Linked DNA regions of Mus musculus: region 2 is linked to region 1. The links are chromatin contacts, called in public HiChIP or PLAC-seq maps. All regions are on one chromosome and are shown on one strand. The core of a region is the stretch at or near the end of the contact, and the rest is flanking DNA. Distances in the headings are between cores, read along the strand shown. Region 1 overlaps Kcnip1 (Kv channel-interacting protein 1). Region 2 holds the start of Gm36395 (a long non-coding RNA gene).

What was found. HiChIP or PLAC-seq counts read pairs in DNA pulled down with a chosen protein or histone mark.
Region 2: a contact with region 1 is called in an H3K27ac HiChIP or PLAC-seq map of VIP interneurons, with 3 times the contacts expected there. The contact joins two enhancer-like sites. A contact is called at or near these places in 3 of 39 promoter capture datasets (embryonic stem cells and hippocampal neurons), 12 of 15 datasets of contacts at CTCF or cohesin (CD8 T cells, the G1E-ER4 cell line, the NIH/3T3 cell line and 6 more), 357 of 484 Hi-C or Micro-C datasets (2-cell-like embryonic stem cells, the 3T3-L1 cell line, 3T3-L1-derived adipocytes and 170 more), 59 of 115 datasets of contacts at active chromatin or transcription factors (CD4 single positive thymocytes, CD8 T cells, DN3 thymocytes and 43 more) and 3 of 9 other capture datasets (embryonic stem cells, embryonic tail and embryonic trunk).

Annotation. Positions count from the first base shown.
Region 1 is chr11:33,730,868-33,738,835 of GRCm38.p6, reverse strand. All of the region lies in intron 1 of Kcnip1 (Kv channel-interacting protein 1), which reads left to right. Among named protein-coding and RNA genes, the nearest start is that of Gm12119, 100 kb to the right of the region's middle. Within about 2 kb of position 5,610, at least 13 of the 459 cell types and tissues checked have an H3K27ac peak or open chromatin away from gene starts, as enhancers often do. A contact at or near this core is called in VIP interneurons, where this site is marked.
Region 2 is chr11:33,924,279-33,932,246 of GRCm38.p6, reverse strand. Gm36395 (a long non-coding RNA gene) reads right to left here and starts at 119. Exons shown (of 2, transcript XR_381158.3): 1 at 1-119. It also overlaps a transcript of Kcnip1 not described here. Within about 2 kb of position 4,211, at least 15 of the 459 cell types and tissues checked have an H3K27ac peak or open chromatin away from gene starts, as enhancers often do. A contact at or near this core is called in VIP interneurons, where this site is marked.

The sequences.
Region 1 (7,968 bases), core at 4,361-6,860:
CTCGAACATGGTTCCGCCAATGGCTGAATGAGCCGCTTCGTTTTCTGAGGCTTACTCCCCAAAAGGACAACACATGTGATCCTTAGGGTAGCTTTGGAAGCATCGAACACTCTCTACCGTCCTTTCATCTATTTACAACACTCTCTTCAGACACGGAGGTACTGAGGGTCAGCAGTGACGGAGTCAAGGCCCTGACTTCAAGGAGCTAAGTGTTGTAATGGTTCCAGCTGACAGGGACAGAGGGGAGAGATGACATGCATAGGATGTCAATCAGCAGGAGCACAAAGCATGATGGGGGCTGCTAGAAGGAGCAGATCTTGACAGAGTGCCATCAGAGTATTGAGTTGTCAGACCGAAGTGACAGAGTAGACCAGGTAACAGTGGTGGAAGAGCACTGGCGCAGGAATGGCAGAGGCAAGTCTCCAGTTACAGAGTGCTCCCATCACTGTGCTCCCACCACTGTGCTCCCACCACTGTGCTCCCATCACTGTGCTCCTACCACTGTGTTCCCACTACTGTGTTCCCATCACTGTTCTCCCACCATTGTGCTCCCAACACTGTGCTCCCAACACTGGCTGACTTCTTGGTTTGATAATTTAAAAGTCTGAAATACTTCCAGGTGACTTTGTTTTCATACTCGGGATAAAGAAAGATGCTGCACACACACACACACACACACACACACACACACACACACACACACACACACACACATCTCCTTTCACCCACTGTGTGCTCCCTAGTACTCCTCCCAGAAGGTCTGAGTAGAGGGACAGTCCCACCCGTCTCTGTGTGAAATCAGTAAGGTCCAGTGCCCTCTCCGCAGCCTCATCTGTTGTAGATGCCCTGCCTGGTGTTCAGCAGGACCTGTGTCTTCACGCTCCCGCTAAGCCAGGCTACGTCTTCATCCAGCATCTTAAACCAGCCTGTTTTCTCTGGCCTCAAAGTCTTCGCCTGTGCGGTTCCATCTAATCTGTACATATTTCCATATGCCTGTTCATGCCACTATATGTGTGAAATACCCTTAGACTCTACCTTTTCTGGTGTCTCATGCTGGCCAGAGACTCTTTGGTCATCCTTCATAGTTCACAGCATCCTTCACAGCACAGTTGTAGCTGTGAATCTCTTTTCTTTTTCCCTCCCTCCCTCCCTCCCTCCCTCCCTCCCTCCCTCCCTCCCTCCCTCCTTCCTTCCTTCCTTCCTTCCTTCCTTCCTTCCTTCCTTCCTTCCTTCTTTTGAGACTAGGTCTCCTGTGACCAAGCTGGTCTTGGACTCCTGGTCCTCCTACCCTGTTTCTGAGTGCTGAAAGTACAACTTCACACCACCAGGCCTGGCACTGTAGCTGACTCCTATCTCTTGTCTCCATTAAGAACACAGTCCTTGAGGTCTCTAAGAAGGCCCTAGGTCCCTGTGGGTCATAGAGGGAAGACAACAAGCCGAACTAATGACTTCTAAGAATCAACCCTGCCTGAGCGACCGTTGCCACAACAGTGTCCAAGAGTAAGGGTACATCAGGCAGAAAGATGACACAGGCAGAGCCACACGGTCGGCTTCAGGGAGTTGGTCTTTCTGAGGCAAGCAAGTCGGGGTGGGGGGTGGAAAAAAGACCAAGGTCAGATGCTGGCACCCCAGGCCTCCTGAACACCTTGACCCTCTGGGTGCCATATACCCAATGGGGTATTCACGCCCTGCTCAGGGGCCCGTATCCTCCACAGCTAATAACAGCCAGCCTCCAGATTGTGTGAGCCAGAGAGGCACCTAGCCCTTCTGGAGACAATGCTTGGCCTGACTTCTCCAAGGCCTCTGTAGAAGACCTTGTTTCCATGGGCCTATAAGCTCATGATCATAAGCTCATTAACCTATCCCAGACTCTGAGAAGTCCTGAAGGAAAGCGCTAACCTTTGTGCCCCCACTCCCTAAGCTTAACCACATGAAGCATCCTTGCTGAGCAACTTGGGGGCGCACTCTAGGGAATGCAGAGTGAATGGGTTTTCTGGGCAGGGCTCTGCAGGAGGAGAGGGTCTCTAGAATGTGAAGTTTTTCCTTCTCTTCGTGGGCCCTAGGGAGGAAGGAAAAAGAAAGCAAGACGCACTTGGGCCTGCGAGCATCTCCACTGGTTTCATTTACATAAGTGTCCTTGGCAATTTGTCCCAATTTGTCTCATTACAAATGGTGTAAACATCCGGCATAATCACAGACAAAACAGGACCATTCAGTGCTGCCTGGTTACGAGCCCCACGGCTGCAGGGACACACACGTGCAAGCCGTTTCCCTGCCGACCCCAGTCCCTGAGAGCAGGAGGCTCCCAGGTCCCACCCAGTGTCCCCTTGATTCCACCACACTATGTAATCATAGAAGAGTGAGCTGTCTGCCGTGTGTAGAAGAAAAGAAAGGAAAGAAGAGAGGGTGATAGGCTGGTGACATCCTCTCCCTTAGGTCTCCTTGGCCTCCAGGGCAATGTGGCCCAGAACTGGCAGCTGAAGTTCTAATTCTAGTAATGTCACTCAATTTGTGTGATCTCAGCCCTGTGCTGTCTTTTGGCTGAGCCTGCTCCCCCGTCTGTCTGACATGATGTCTGCCCTGCCTCATACTACTGAGACATTACAAAACAGCAGGACGGAAAAACTGTTCTTTCCCTCCTTGCAGCCTCAGTACCAGACACACAGTAGGTGCTCAATCAATACCTCCTGACAAGGACGGATGCCAAAATTAATGAGTGATTCTGTGGGCAGTGACAATTACCTGCATCTACTCTGTCATCAAAAACACGCATAGCTCATCCTTCAAAGTAGAAGGCACAGCCTCTGCTGCAAATCCTGTCCCAGTGCCCTGACCAGGACTAGCATACCAGGGACAGGCTGCTGGAGGCATTTACCACCTGGTTCTGATCATGGACCATGTAGCCAGGTAGCCAAATGCTCAAAGCCTCAGCTTCCCCATCAGAGTCCCAGCCCCACCCCTCATCCATGGCTACCAGGTGGAAAGAGCTGAGGTCTCCCAGAGCCTGCAGGTCAGCCACATATCAGGACAGCTGTTAAGACTAAATGCAGTGAGGTGCTGAAGAGAACCACCAAGCTCCTAGCCAGTTGTGAGGTTGAGGGGGTCAGCCAAGACTGGTTCTACCTAAGAACCCAGCCAAAGGTCCTAGCGCTGAGCACAGTGAACATGTGCCGCAGCCAGCACACCAGGCGATCCTCCTGGGCGAGCTCAGAGACTGTGAGATCATGATACGTATGATTCCTTCGCTCCTCAGTTGCTCCCCCTGTGAGTACATAGCATGCATCCTCAAGTTTGCTGAGGGATCTCTGAGAAGAGTGTTGGGGTATGGTACTGACAATATGAGAGACTTCATACGCTTTTAGCAACACACCGTTAACATTGGCTTCTGCCTTCCTTTACTTGTAAGTCTTCAAACTTCCATGTCAGTGCCCTTATTTTATGGTCTTTCGGGGAGGAGGAATGAAGGGTCTGAGGGGGACAGAGAGGAAGGAGGACCGTGGAACCTGAAATACATCTGCAGAGGGGACAGTAGCTAAGCAGCCAAATTTTTCCACAGCTTCAGCAAGGTGTCTCTGGGGCTCTGTGTATCCCTCTCTAAGATGGAGTCGACACATCCATGTAAACACAGGGTTGACTTCTTAGTCTGCACTGGAAGGCTATGAGCTCTATTGGCATTGGCATCTTCTAACGCCCACACTACCTTTCCCCATCCTACGGGAGCTGTTATGGGTGGCCCTGCCCACGGCTCCATGAGAAGGCTCTGGACTCTGGTGGACTGTTCTCCCTGGACATTGATCGTTACTGCTGAGAGGATGCAATATCTAAATTGATTCAATGAGACTTAAGCTACAAAATCTGGCTTGTTCTTTGTAGAAAAGCTTTCTCCTCTCTTGGAAGGCATCTATGGAAAATAATGAAAGCTAAACCTGCTGAGAGCAGGTTGCTGTCCCATGGACTATGGTGGGAAAAAATCATCATCGCAGAAGAATGCCAAGGTCCTGATCAAACTGCCCTGAAGCCTGGTATATGCCTGAACTGCCTAGTTCTGAGAGCCAATGAATTTTCCCTTATCATACCCAAAGCAAATAGAACGGCCAGAGAAATAAAACAAATAACTCTTACTGATACTAAAATCGTCAAGAATTCGATCTCCTGAGCTCACACCCATGTCCGCTGGGAGTTTGCCACAACCTTCTGAGGTTTAGATGTGCAAATTCACTTGCACTTGTTGGCTCTCCAAGAAGTGTCTCTGACCCTCTCAAGTCATCTAAAACTCAGAGGTACAGGAACATCAGCATGGACCCAGAGGACCAGCAGCCTGCACACTCTACTTCCTGGATCCTCTGCTTTGCCCCCTTTACCAAGTGAACCGCAATGGTGCTGGGTGAATAGACAGAGAAGGAGGCCAGCAGCCATGGGCTCAGCTCATTGACCAGTGACACTTACTCCTCCTTCCTTGTCGTGAACCTCAGAGTTGACTGGACACACACTAGACTCCTGATAGGTGACTCAAGGGGAAAGACAAACAAGATGGCAGCTCCTGAGCCAGGGGATTCGGGGTCTGAGTCCTGACTCCCATCCCAGATTCCTGCCAAGCAGCTATGAGTCTCCTCCAGATGTAGACTCTCTCTGAGAGAAAACTGGACCCCAGGTTGCTCCCCACTTTTCTGCTGGGATATCACGGGAACAGGGGAGCCCCCAAGTCATGTCCACTCAGAACCACAAATGTAACTGTGTGGGGAAGCAGAGTGTTGCTAATGTGATTTAGGATTTCAGGGTGCACTTGTGCTGGATGGGGGTGAGCCCTAATCTGGGGAGTGGCTGCTGCTCAAGAAGAGAGGACGAGGAACCAACCGTGGGCAAGATGGATGCGACAGCATCAAGCCAAGAATCGATTGAGGCTGCCAGCTGGGCACAAGCATGATCCCCACTCCCACCCTCACCCCACCCCCACTCCCACCCCGCCACCCAGTCATCAGAGGGAATACCACCACCCTGACAACAGTCTGGTTTCAGACTCCTGATCCCCGAGACTGGGAGTCAATGGATATTTCAAATGGCATTTTTTTAAAATGGTGTTGGTTTGAGGTGTTTGTTTGTTTGCTTGCTTGCTTGCTTAATTGGTGATGCTGAGAATTAAACTCAGGCGTCCATGCTTTCTTTGCCAGTGAGCCATACCTCCCAAGCCCAATTGTCTGTCATGTGAAGGCTAATGGAACTTCATTTCAGCCTTGGAGTCCAGCCCACTCTTCTTCCCCTGGCCCTCTCCTCAAATACAGATGAGAGACTGAACCTTGAAACTGCTCTGAAACTGGCAGAAGGGCTGAATAAACTCTGGACCATCGCAGCAATGAGCCTCCAAACAGGAATGAGAGCACCACCTTCTGGTGGCTTTCGGATTAACACATCAAATGCCACAGGCTCTTGGCATTAGAAAGACTCCCATCAAGGGCTCTGAGCCTGTTTACAGCTCCCCTGGATCTCAAGACTGAGGCCTGGCCAGCTTTGACTGTACATCAGTCTCAAGGGATGGACTCCTTGAAGCATGTCCCTGCCTCCACGACCCAGGTTCTAGAAACAGCGGCCCAGACCAAAGATCACCCAACATTGTGCTGGGTGCCCAGTCCCTTGGTTCCTCTTGCTTTCTGGGCTGCTTTACCGAGTCTAATGCAGCCTCCAATACTACAGAATAGTCAAACAACTCAATAAAAATACAGGTCGTACCTATGGACGACCTATCTTAGGCTGATATTGCTTTCTTTCACACATTCAAAATATACTGGCTATCTGAGACAAGTTCTAGGTGCTGGGAACCCTGAAAGCGCTTGCGGTAGAAAGTCCCTGATTTGGTGGCACTGAGAGCCCAGTGCAGGCGAACATAGCTGGGAACCATCAGCACAAACGTGAAGCAGAAGGCTACCCATCTACCAACTGGATGATGATGACTTCATGGTCCCCTCCCTCCATCATATCTCTTCCCCTCTGTTTCATGACCATTTTGAAGTCTCCCTGGGTTTTCAGTAACTGCAGCTGTCATTCCAAAAATAGTTTGCAATTTTCAATAATACTTGCAATTTCATCTTCATCTTCATTTATACTTAAAGTGTGCGCCCTGCCCTGAACTCTACTCTGGCTTTATTCCCAGGTCCCGGGGAACAGACAACAGGGTAGGACAAGAGATGCTGCCTGACTCCTCGCTCGTTCCCCATCACTGACCCACAGAGGGTGGCAGTTGGCAGAGCAGGCACAAGTGTTGGCTTAGTTTGGCACTGTGTCAGCTGCCTCTGGCCAGAACAGGCTGCCTGTAGTGTTGTCCAACACAGCACACGGCCACCCCAGTGCTGGTCCCCAGGGCGCAGCATAGGCCCTTCTGCTGTTGGGACGCAGACAGATGCTTTTGGCTTTCGTAAACATCTCTGCTCCCCTGCCCACCACCCTTCATCCTCTTTTCTACTGCCCCCCCATTCCCAGAAGCTGCTTTCCCGGCTCGGCGGGAAGGACTTCTCCCCCAAACTCCTCAGGCCTGTTCCCCTTCTTCAGTATGTACCTGGTCCCAGGAGACTGAGGACCCCTTACATTATAGATCAGAGAAGTACAGGAGGCACAGGCTCAGCCCTGACACTAACAGTCACCTGAGGCTCCTCAGTATCTCCTTAGCTAGCTGCCTAACAGGATGCATGCTCCATCCACACGGTCACATGTATTGTAAGTATCAGACCCATGGCCATACTGCACTTGGGCATCTCTGGCTCCCTGGATGTAGGGTGAGGGTCCTACATCCTACCTTCAGGTGCATCCTGTTCAAGGGCTCCCAGCCCTGGGGCTGTGACCTGGGGAAGCAAGGAAGATGAAAATTCCAGAGTGTTCTCCACTCCTGCCATTGAGCTTTCTCTGTTCTCGCCTGACATGTCTGGCTTTAGTCTCTGGCCCTGGGACAAGGCGATGGCCATACACTGGATCCCAATACTCAGCATTCCTACATGCACACAACCACTCTGCTTAGACTGCAAGGCTAGGAGTGGATACTCAGAGTCGGAGCACAAGCCTGACATGCACAAAAACCTGAGTCCCACACATAGTGCCTCAAAAAGGATATAAAGCTACCATTCTCCCCTGCGCCCCTCGATCCCAAACTTTAGCTCAAACCCCAAAGTAATAAACTGTCTGGATTTGTCTTCAATTACAATGACTTCTGAGAACACCCAGGGTCTGGAAGGCAGTGAGACATGGTGGCGCACTGGAGGAGACTAGATAGAAACTGACCACAGGTGCTAAGAAGTGATACCCAAGCAGGAGTGATGGCAGCCACAGCACCAAGATATGCATGAGCTCTGCTGCCAAGGACAAGCAGAGTAGCCCAGGGTGGGGACAGACATGCCCAGCTCTGCACACAAAGCGGCCTGAACGTGTGAGTGGTGCCTTAGTGGTATCCATAGTTGGAGCAGTTCCTCTGGGCCCTTGAGACTGTGGTAAAGACCTTGGAGGGCACAGGAATGAGTGGGCAGAGGTGGAATGTGGTTGCTCTGTGGTGCCAGAAGAAATGGCTACATGCACAGCTGCCAGGCTTATCATGACCCCATCCAGTACCTCTTGTAACCTCTGCCTCTGCAAAGTGGGAAACTGAGGCTCGGGGCATCATACTCTGTCCAAGATTCCAGGGATCCTTGGTTCGGGGATTGAAATTCAGTCCCATGTCCTTGGCTTTCCATGTCCTTGCCCTTCTGACAGTATGCTGGCTTTCCAATGGGGTGGCTGGAAGCTATTCCATCTTCATTCAACAACAGCCTGGGCAACCAACATCATTGCCCTAGGCAGGCACTCTTGCCACCAGCTAACTCTCTAGAGCAGAGCTGCTATGGGGCATGGTTGGGTGGGCCAACTATTTCAAGATGAACTTTACAACAAGAAATTCCATACTCCCAGACTCAGGGACAATACCTCTGATTAGGCATACCCCTGCTTTAGTCA
Region 2 (7,968 bases), core at 2,962-5,461, 190 kb before region 1:
GACACCGGTAAATCAAGGGTGATGCTGGCAAAGAAACAGAGCAGGGGTGGAGGGCAGCTCTGTGATCTCTCCACCCCATCTCAGCCCCGCCCCCAGCTCTGTGATCTCACTACCCCATCTCAGCCCCGCCCCCAGCTCTGTGATCTCACTACCCCATCTCAGCCCCGCCCCCCAGCTCTGTGATCTCACCACCCCATCTCAGCCCCGCCCCCAGCTCTGTGTTTTCTCCACCCCATCTCAGCCCCGCCCCCAGCTCTGTGATCTCACCACCCCATCTCAGCCCCGCCCCCAGCTCTGTGATCTCTCCACCCCATCTCAGTCCTGCCCCCCATTCAGAATTACCAAAGTGCTGCTGTTGCTTTGACTTCCGTTTCTATGCCTGCAGGATTGAAGTCCAAACAGATTTTAAACTTTTTTGGACTTTCCTAGAAGAGGAAAACCTGTTAAAGAGAGAGAGAGAGAGACAGAGGACTAGAATGTGTGCATATGTGATGTATGAACACGCATGTGTGTGTGTGTGTTTAAGAGAGAGAAGAGGGATGGTAGACGAAGGGAGAAGCAGGGAGAGAGAAAGAGAAAGACAGACAGACCAACAGATAGAGACAGAGAGAGATCATTATTTATAATTTCCTATCACAGTGTACTTGAACCCTTGAACTGAGAGTGTGGTGTGCGTCCTTGAAATAGAACTCACTGTGGCTCTGACTTGTGTGTGTGTGGTTGACAGGTAGGGAGTAGAAATGAGGTGAATCTCTGATTAGGGCTTCTGGCTACCTAGCAGGTGCTCAGAAAATACTTTTGAATGACACACTGCATCTCTGCCTATGGTTGCGGCGTGTAAATATTCTTTCTTTACCAAAACGTGATGTGGTCTTTCACCTGATATCATCTTTGCCCTTTCTTCCTGAGCAGATACTGGTGGTAGTGGGCAAGCCATGTGTGCTTTCTGTTGTCCTTCTGCCTGCCAAATGAGCAGCTTCAGGAAATCTGGGAAGGAGGCGCTCTCACTAACGTGTGCCTATTTTTGTATTTACTGTATTTTCTTAACTAATGTCCATCATTGATTCTCAGACACAAAGTCACTGACTGAGGATATTTGCTAGTCATGGAGACTAACGTATCGATGGCGACATTTAGCAGTGATCCTCAGAGATGCTAAAGTAGCTCCGCTTACTTACCTACTACGTCCTGTTGCCACGGCTGACAACATCCCCAAACTACCCAGAGTATAACCCTGCTATGGTCTCCCTGGAGGCAAAGCTGTATCTTTCTGTTTGGTGATTCCAAGCTTAAGTTGTCTCTGTAAAGGGCCCTCCTACCACTTGGTATGAACTTGAGGCCCTCTGTCCAGGTCCCCAGTGTCATTTCTCTATGGTGCACCAGCTTGTGTCTGGCTTCGATGTTTGCTATCGGCCTCTCCCTGATGACGTGCCCTCTACCCCCGTGAGCTAGGATCTCAGTAATAGGGCTGCCTTTCTAACTTGAGCAGGCTGGGCCATAGTCAACTACATGAGACACCATAAGGCCAGGACCAGGCAAGAGGCCTAAATTAGCTGCATCCTCCTCCAATCCCTACTTAGAAAGATCCTGGAGGAGACTTGTCCTTCCCGGCTAAGAATCCTGGGAGCCTAGGGACAGATGCTGTCCCTGTCAAAGCAGCTTTTCATCTTCTCTGTTTTATCCCAGATGCTGTGGAAACCCTTTAGGAAGAGCCAGCCCTCCACATTTAACATGGAGAACACTCAGCTGGCTCGCTCTCTCTCTCTCTCCCTCTCCCTCCCTCTCTCTCTCTCTCTCTCTCTCTCTCTCTCTGTGTGTGTGTGTATGTGTGAGAGAGAGAGAGAGAGAGAGAGAGAGAGAGAGAGAAAGAGGGAGAGAGAGAGAGGTGGGGGAGAGAGAGAGGGACTTCTGCTGGGGTGGTTCTCAACCTGTGGGTCGTGACCCCACTCTGGTATACTATATAAGATATCATGCATATCAGATATTTACATTGTAATTTATAAAAGCAATAGAATTACAGACATAAAGCATCAATGAAATAATTTTATGTGTGTGTGGGGGGGTGCGGGTTCACCACAGCATAAGAAGCTGTATTAGAGAGTTGCAGCATTAGGAAGACTGAGAACCACTGAGTTAGAGTCTTTAAAAGCCAATTCTGATCCCAGCTCTTTTTCTATTTGAAAACAAAAACAAAAACAATTACCAAACACAAACTCTGCAGTCTCCCATACAGAAGCTTCGGTTAAGACCGAAAGTGACCAGGCTGAATTTTCTGCTTGGTGTGAAATGGGACTGAAGTTAGATGTCACTGGGAATAAAGCAAGTCTGTAATGTCTTCCTCGTGGAGTCGTGCAATCTTTCCCGTGGCTGTGTGCTTGCTGTTGGCAGGTCTTAGTGTGTGAGAGATCATTTAACTCGGGGGGGGGGGGGGAACCACATAATTTACAGCTCTCCCTGGAGAATTCTCTGCAAAGGGGTGCTGTTCAGTCACATTGGGACGGAGGTGCAAGCACACGGGGTTTGGGCTTGCCTCCCCTCACAGCATCTGCATGGAGCGCACCGTGCATGTTTATGTTCAGTGACAGATGGGGACGCCTGGGGATGCTGGCACTTTACACAGTTGAGTCACAACTGCAAAATCAGCTAAGCCACCACAACTCGAGCCAGGCAGATTTGCAAGGCTTCGTTTTCCATGTCCCACGGGACTGGGGTCACTGGATCCAGCAGCTTTGCCTCTGACACGGCCCTCCTACCTGCAGTGTCTCCTCTCAAACCAACAGAGATGTGTGAGGCCGCATTCAGCGGAGTAGACTTTCTAGTAGTGTGTTATAGAGGGGAAGACAAATAAGTCCTTCTTCTAAAACCAGTTATCTAACCCAGTATATTCAAAATATTATCACCTAATCTGTAATCCACACAGAAGGATTATCCATGAGCTGTTTTGCTGCCCCGGCCACCTCCCTTCACCTCCTCTTCAAATCCTGCTGGTGTTTATCCCTACAGGGCTTCTCAATTCAGTGTAGCACATTTTCAGACCCTACTGGCCTGTTGCAACACAATTTACCACTTGTAAAAGGTTATTGTAGCCTGTAGCACTGTGGTTCTCAACCCGTAGGTTGTGATCCCTTTGGGGGTTAAATGACCCTTTCGCATGGGTCGCTTAAGACCAACAATAACACAAATATTTATATTAGGATTCGTAACAGCAAGTAGCACAATTACAGTTACAAAGTGGCAATGAAACTAATTTTATGACTCGAGGTCACCACAACATGAAGAACTGTATGAAAGGGTCAGCAGTAGAAAGGGTGAGAGCCACTGCATTAGCGGAGCAAAATGATATTGTGTATGATGTCATAGGCACACTGCCATCTGGTGGACAGATGTTCCTCACCTGGAAACAGCCTAGAAACTCCGGCCCTAGAAAAGAGACCATGGGATGGGGAGCGCTGGTTCTGAAGGGGTCCCTGGGGCAGGCACACAGCCAGGGCAACTCACGGCTCTGCCTCTGCTAGTAAACATGGCCAGGGGCTGTTCTTTGCTGCTCACAGAGGATCTGATAGAAAACGGTGTTTCCAGAGGTGTCTTGTTTCGTCGTAAAGATGAAGCATTTTTAATGTCCTGTACCCTGACCTCTTCTTGACTGCTCGGTTGTAGGAAGCCTTGTCCCCAGAAATGACAGAACCTCTTCATTTTGGTGAAAGTTATCTCCATTCGGTTTGAGCCCATTTGGCAGCTGCCATGGGCATCCTAATCTGGGGGGACTTGTGGATGGTGCAGCTTTGCGTCTTACAATTCTAGAAGCTGGAATCTGGTGTCTAGCCAGGGCTTGCTCTGTCATGGATAGGGCCATCTTGCTGCACCCTGGCCTGGTGCAGGTGTGCCTGGGGCTCTATTCTAAGGTGTTAACCACCTCCTCAGATGACAAAGGAGACCACAGCTCCCAGACCATCACACCTGCCATCTTACGGCACTGTCACTTATGGGAGGATAAGCCAGTCACTCAAGGGTTCAGTTCACCAAGGCCCTTTTCCCAGGTAGATGATTAATTGGCAGAGAACCCTTGCTAGAGATGGCTTGATTCTAGACCTCTGACTCACCCCACACTGAGGGGCGTTTAAACATGGTTTTCAACAGGGTGACTGAGTGAACCACTCTAGAGAGCTTGGTGATTGGCATTGAGAGCTGGCAGAGGGAGCAGGAAGCAGCTGGGCCCTCGCTGGCCTGGCAGAGAGAGTGTTTTCAGCACCATGCTGTCCTCTGTCAGAGCTGGGACTTGTTCAGGCAAACAGATAGTCTTTAAGGAGACTATCATCTTTCCGGGAGTGATGGAAATCATACGTGGTAAGAAAGGAGCTTCAGAATAGTATATGAGAACCTGGGGTTAGACTGGAGCACAGGGTAGACTGTAAACCAGGCTTATACAAAGGACAGCGTTGCAATCCTCAAATCCACATGGCTGGGTGATTGTGTCTTAGTCACACACCTTCTCTGATCCTTAGTTTTCGCATTTCAAGAAGAGCAATGAATAGTCTGCAGTTTCTATGACTTGGTGGGGAAGCCAAGGAGAAAGGGAAAGTTGAGTGTCTGGGCGTTCCATCCGCGAGGTCAAGAGGATGAGCCCAGGCACAGGAGAAGGGAGACAGGCAATGGGAAGGGGGCCCACTGAGCTACTCAGCTGGAGGGACGGAGGGACGTGTGCATCTGGGCTTGACTCCAAAGATAGTGAGCCTCCTGTTCAGGGGCGGGAGCTGGCCTAAGCTGACTGAAAGGATTGAAAAGCAAAGGGACCTTGGAGATAATCCAGCCTGGCAGTTCTCTGAATCAGTATTGGTAGAAACTTGGGATACTGATGATATTTAACAAAACAGGCTTCTGGGCTACAGATTTCTCAACCTCTTTAATACTCTATTTCTTTCCCAGATGAGAGAATAAACAGCATTTCCCAAACGTTCTTAACCATAGGACTCTCTCTCTCTCTTTCTCTCTCTCTCTCTCTCTCTCTCTCTCTCTCTCTCTCTCTCTCTGTCCCTCTCTTCCTTCCTTCCTTCCTTCCTTCCTTCCTTCCTTCTTTCCATGTATGTGTTTGTATGTATCTCTGTGTAGTTTGCCCATGTATGTTCACCCATGTGTACCATGAAGAGGCCAGAGCTTGGCATGGTGTCTTCATCTATCTCTTTGCCCTGATTTTTTTCCATTTTATCTATTAAAGTTGAGCTCGCATGTGTGATGATGGGGGAGGCACTTGTGCCTTGGCACGTGTGGAGGTCAGAGGACACCTTGTTTCGTCCATTCCATTCCATCCTTCTGCTGTATGTGGGCCCCAGGGACTGAGCTCAGGTTGTCAGGCCTATGCAGCAAGCCATCTCCCCACCTCTCCAACTTGTCTTTTGAGGCAAGGTTTCTTTCTGAACCTGGAGACTTTGGCCTCATTTGGCTGTCTGCCAAGCCTGGAAGATCCACCCTTCTCTACCTCCCCTGCAAGGGAGCTACAGATTGCATCACCTGTGTTTGCACTTGGGGGCTGGCGATCTAACTCAGGTCCTCACACTCGTTCATCAGTCACATGACCTGCTCAGCCACCTCCCTAGCCCTTTCCTTTGAGGAGATCTCATTTGTGACTAGTTACAGGGAGGACATTTTAAGAACTATTCTGTGTCCCTAGCTTCTTCTAGTTAGAGAGACTGAGGCTCAGAAAGGACCAGAGATGTGTTGGAAGTCTGCAAAACCCACGGCAGGGTAAAGATGAAATTTTGGCTGCATTACTTCTCTACTCAGTACGTTTAAGTCACACATCTTTGGAGGCTCCTCCGAGCATTGCCAATGGGTTCTAAGTTGTGACAGAGTAGAATTCTAATTGAAATCATAAAATCCCACTTGGTGCAGAATAGGGGAAATGAAGAGCAGGGAAGAGCAGCATCTCTTGGCTGCCTCCCGCTCCAGCATCAGAGAAGCATCGGTTCCAGTGGACCGCTCCCTTCTCTGGCACGCCCTCAGGTGGTGTGCTCATCCAGGTAGGCACTGGCTTTCTTCTTCAGGAGCCTTCTCTAACACGAGTTCACGGCATCTCCCCTCTCATCCGCAAGCCAGATGGGGAGCCGGGTGCTCTATAAATGTTTAATTGTGGCACAGTAAAAATATTTGCTTTCAGTAGCTGTGAGCTGCTGAGCGGAGGTAGGGCTATGGACCAGAGCTGTCAGGCTTCATTCTAATGAGTGCAGAAGTGCAAGCTGATTAAATCAAATTCCCAGGAGTGTGGGGCCACTTGAATAAATGTTTCATATTGTTTGCATGATGCCATCAACTGTAACAGCTGCTTATGTAACTATTACCCGGACAGCACACCACGCCTTCCCCGGCATGGCAGCGATTTTGAGTGACTTTGTAACTTCTCAGACTTGCTGCTTGGGTCCCTACTGTGCTGGCATGCTGGGTGGCTGGCATAGAAGTGAGGGGCGGGAAAGAAGACAGGCAGAAAGCCTGTTTTATCAGCAGCCCCTTTACAAGTGTCCTGCTGGACTGGTTGCTGCACCCCATCTCACCATCAGGAGAGAGAGAGAGATGTTATCATTCCAATTTTACAGATGTAGAGACTGAGGCCAATTTTGGAAATGAAGTAAACCTACCAGAAGCCCCCATGTGTGTATCTGTCCCTGAGAACAAAGTGTGTATACATCTCCTACCTGCTGGCAATGTTAGGACCAAAGCAGGACAAGAGCCAGAGGGTAGGCAAGTCCTTCTTCCCAGGCAAGGAGGGTTGTTAGTGAGCTGGGCCCTAGTCCTGGGTCTGCCTCTCTCCCTTTTCACAGAACACTCAGCCTCTAGTGGCTTCTCACCACTCTGAACAAAAGGCAGCACCCAGCATGAACACAGTAGAAACATGCCCAAGGGCCTGGGGCCACTGCTGTAGCTCTGGGAGTTTTAAGCTGCTGCTTCCTAGGCCACAGTGAGTCCCTTGTTTCTTAAAGGTATAGTGGTACCTCTATGTTATGTGGGACCCTGATACAGAGCTTCGCCTGGGCAGGTCACTTTGGGGGGGTCTCTGCCTTCAAAGCCCAGTGTGCCTGAAGCTGTCAGTGCTGTTATTGTTAGGACTTTGGAACTGAAAAGGAGTTACTTGTGTACAAATACACACACACATGAATGGAGGCAGTCAGACAGACAGACAGACATGGGGATGGGGAGACAGACACACAGCTGGACAGAAACATACATACATACACACACAAGGGGGCAGACAGACAGAAACAGAGAGACAGACAGAGTTTTAATAGCATCAGTCCCATCAGCCCAGTTAAACAGCTTCCCTTTTCCTACCCTTAATAACACTGTCCTCTGTGTCATTTTCTAGCTCAATTTGGAAGTGTGACCTTCTCCTTCTCTTGCTTTGCCTCTACAGGAGTCAGTATCAGGACAAAATAAAGGACACCAACTGAGTCACAAAGTCACATGCATAATCCAAGATCTAAAAGTCACTGCATGCTTGACTTGAGCAAGTCAGGGACCAGAGACTCAGTAGTATCAGTCTGTGAAATGGAACGATTGCCAGCATCTAGCACTCAGGGGTCTGGGTGCATAAGACCTCAGTCTTTAGTACACTTGGGGGCCTGGCTTGCCGGTGCCGATGTCTGTTGTTGGTGTCTGACTTCCTGGAAGGAAAAGTTTCTCTACCCGGATGTCTAGTGCAGCAGCAGGGAGCACTCCTGCAAGGCACATGCTTACCCTGTCTCCAAGGAAGCTGAAACTAAAAGCCATCCCTCTGTCTCAGCTTGCTTAAAGTAATGTTCTTTTGGCCTTGGGGAGTAGGGATCCAAAGTGTAATAAAATCTCCTGAAGCTTTTGCAGCCCTAAGACGAGGAGGAAGAGGAGGAAGAGGAGGAGGAGGAGGAGGAGGAGGAGGAGGAGGAGGAGGAGGAGGAGGAGGAGGAGGAGGAGGAGAAGGAGAAGGAGAAGGAGAAGAGAAGAAGG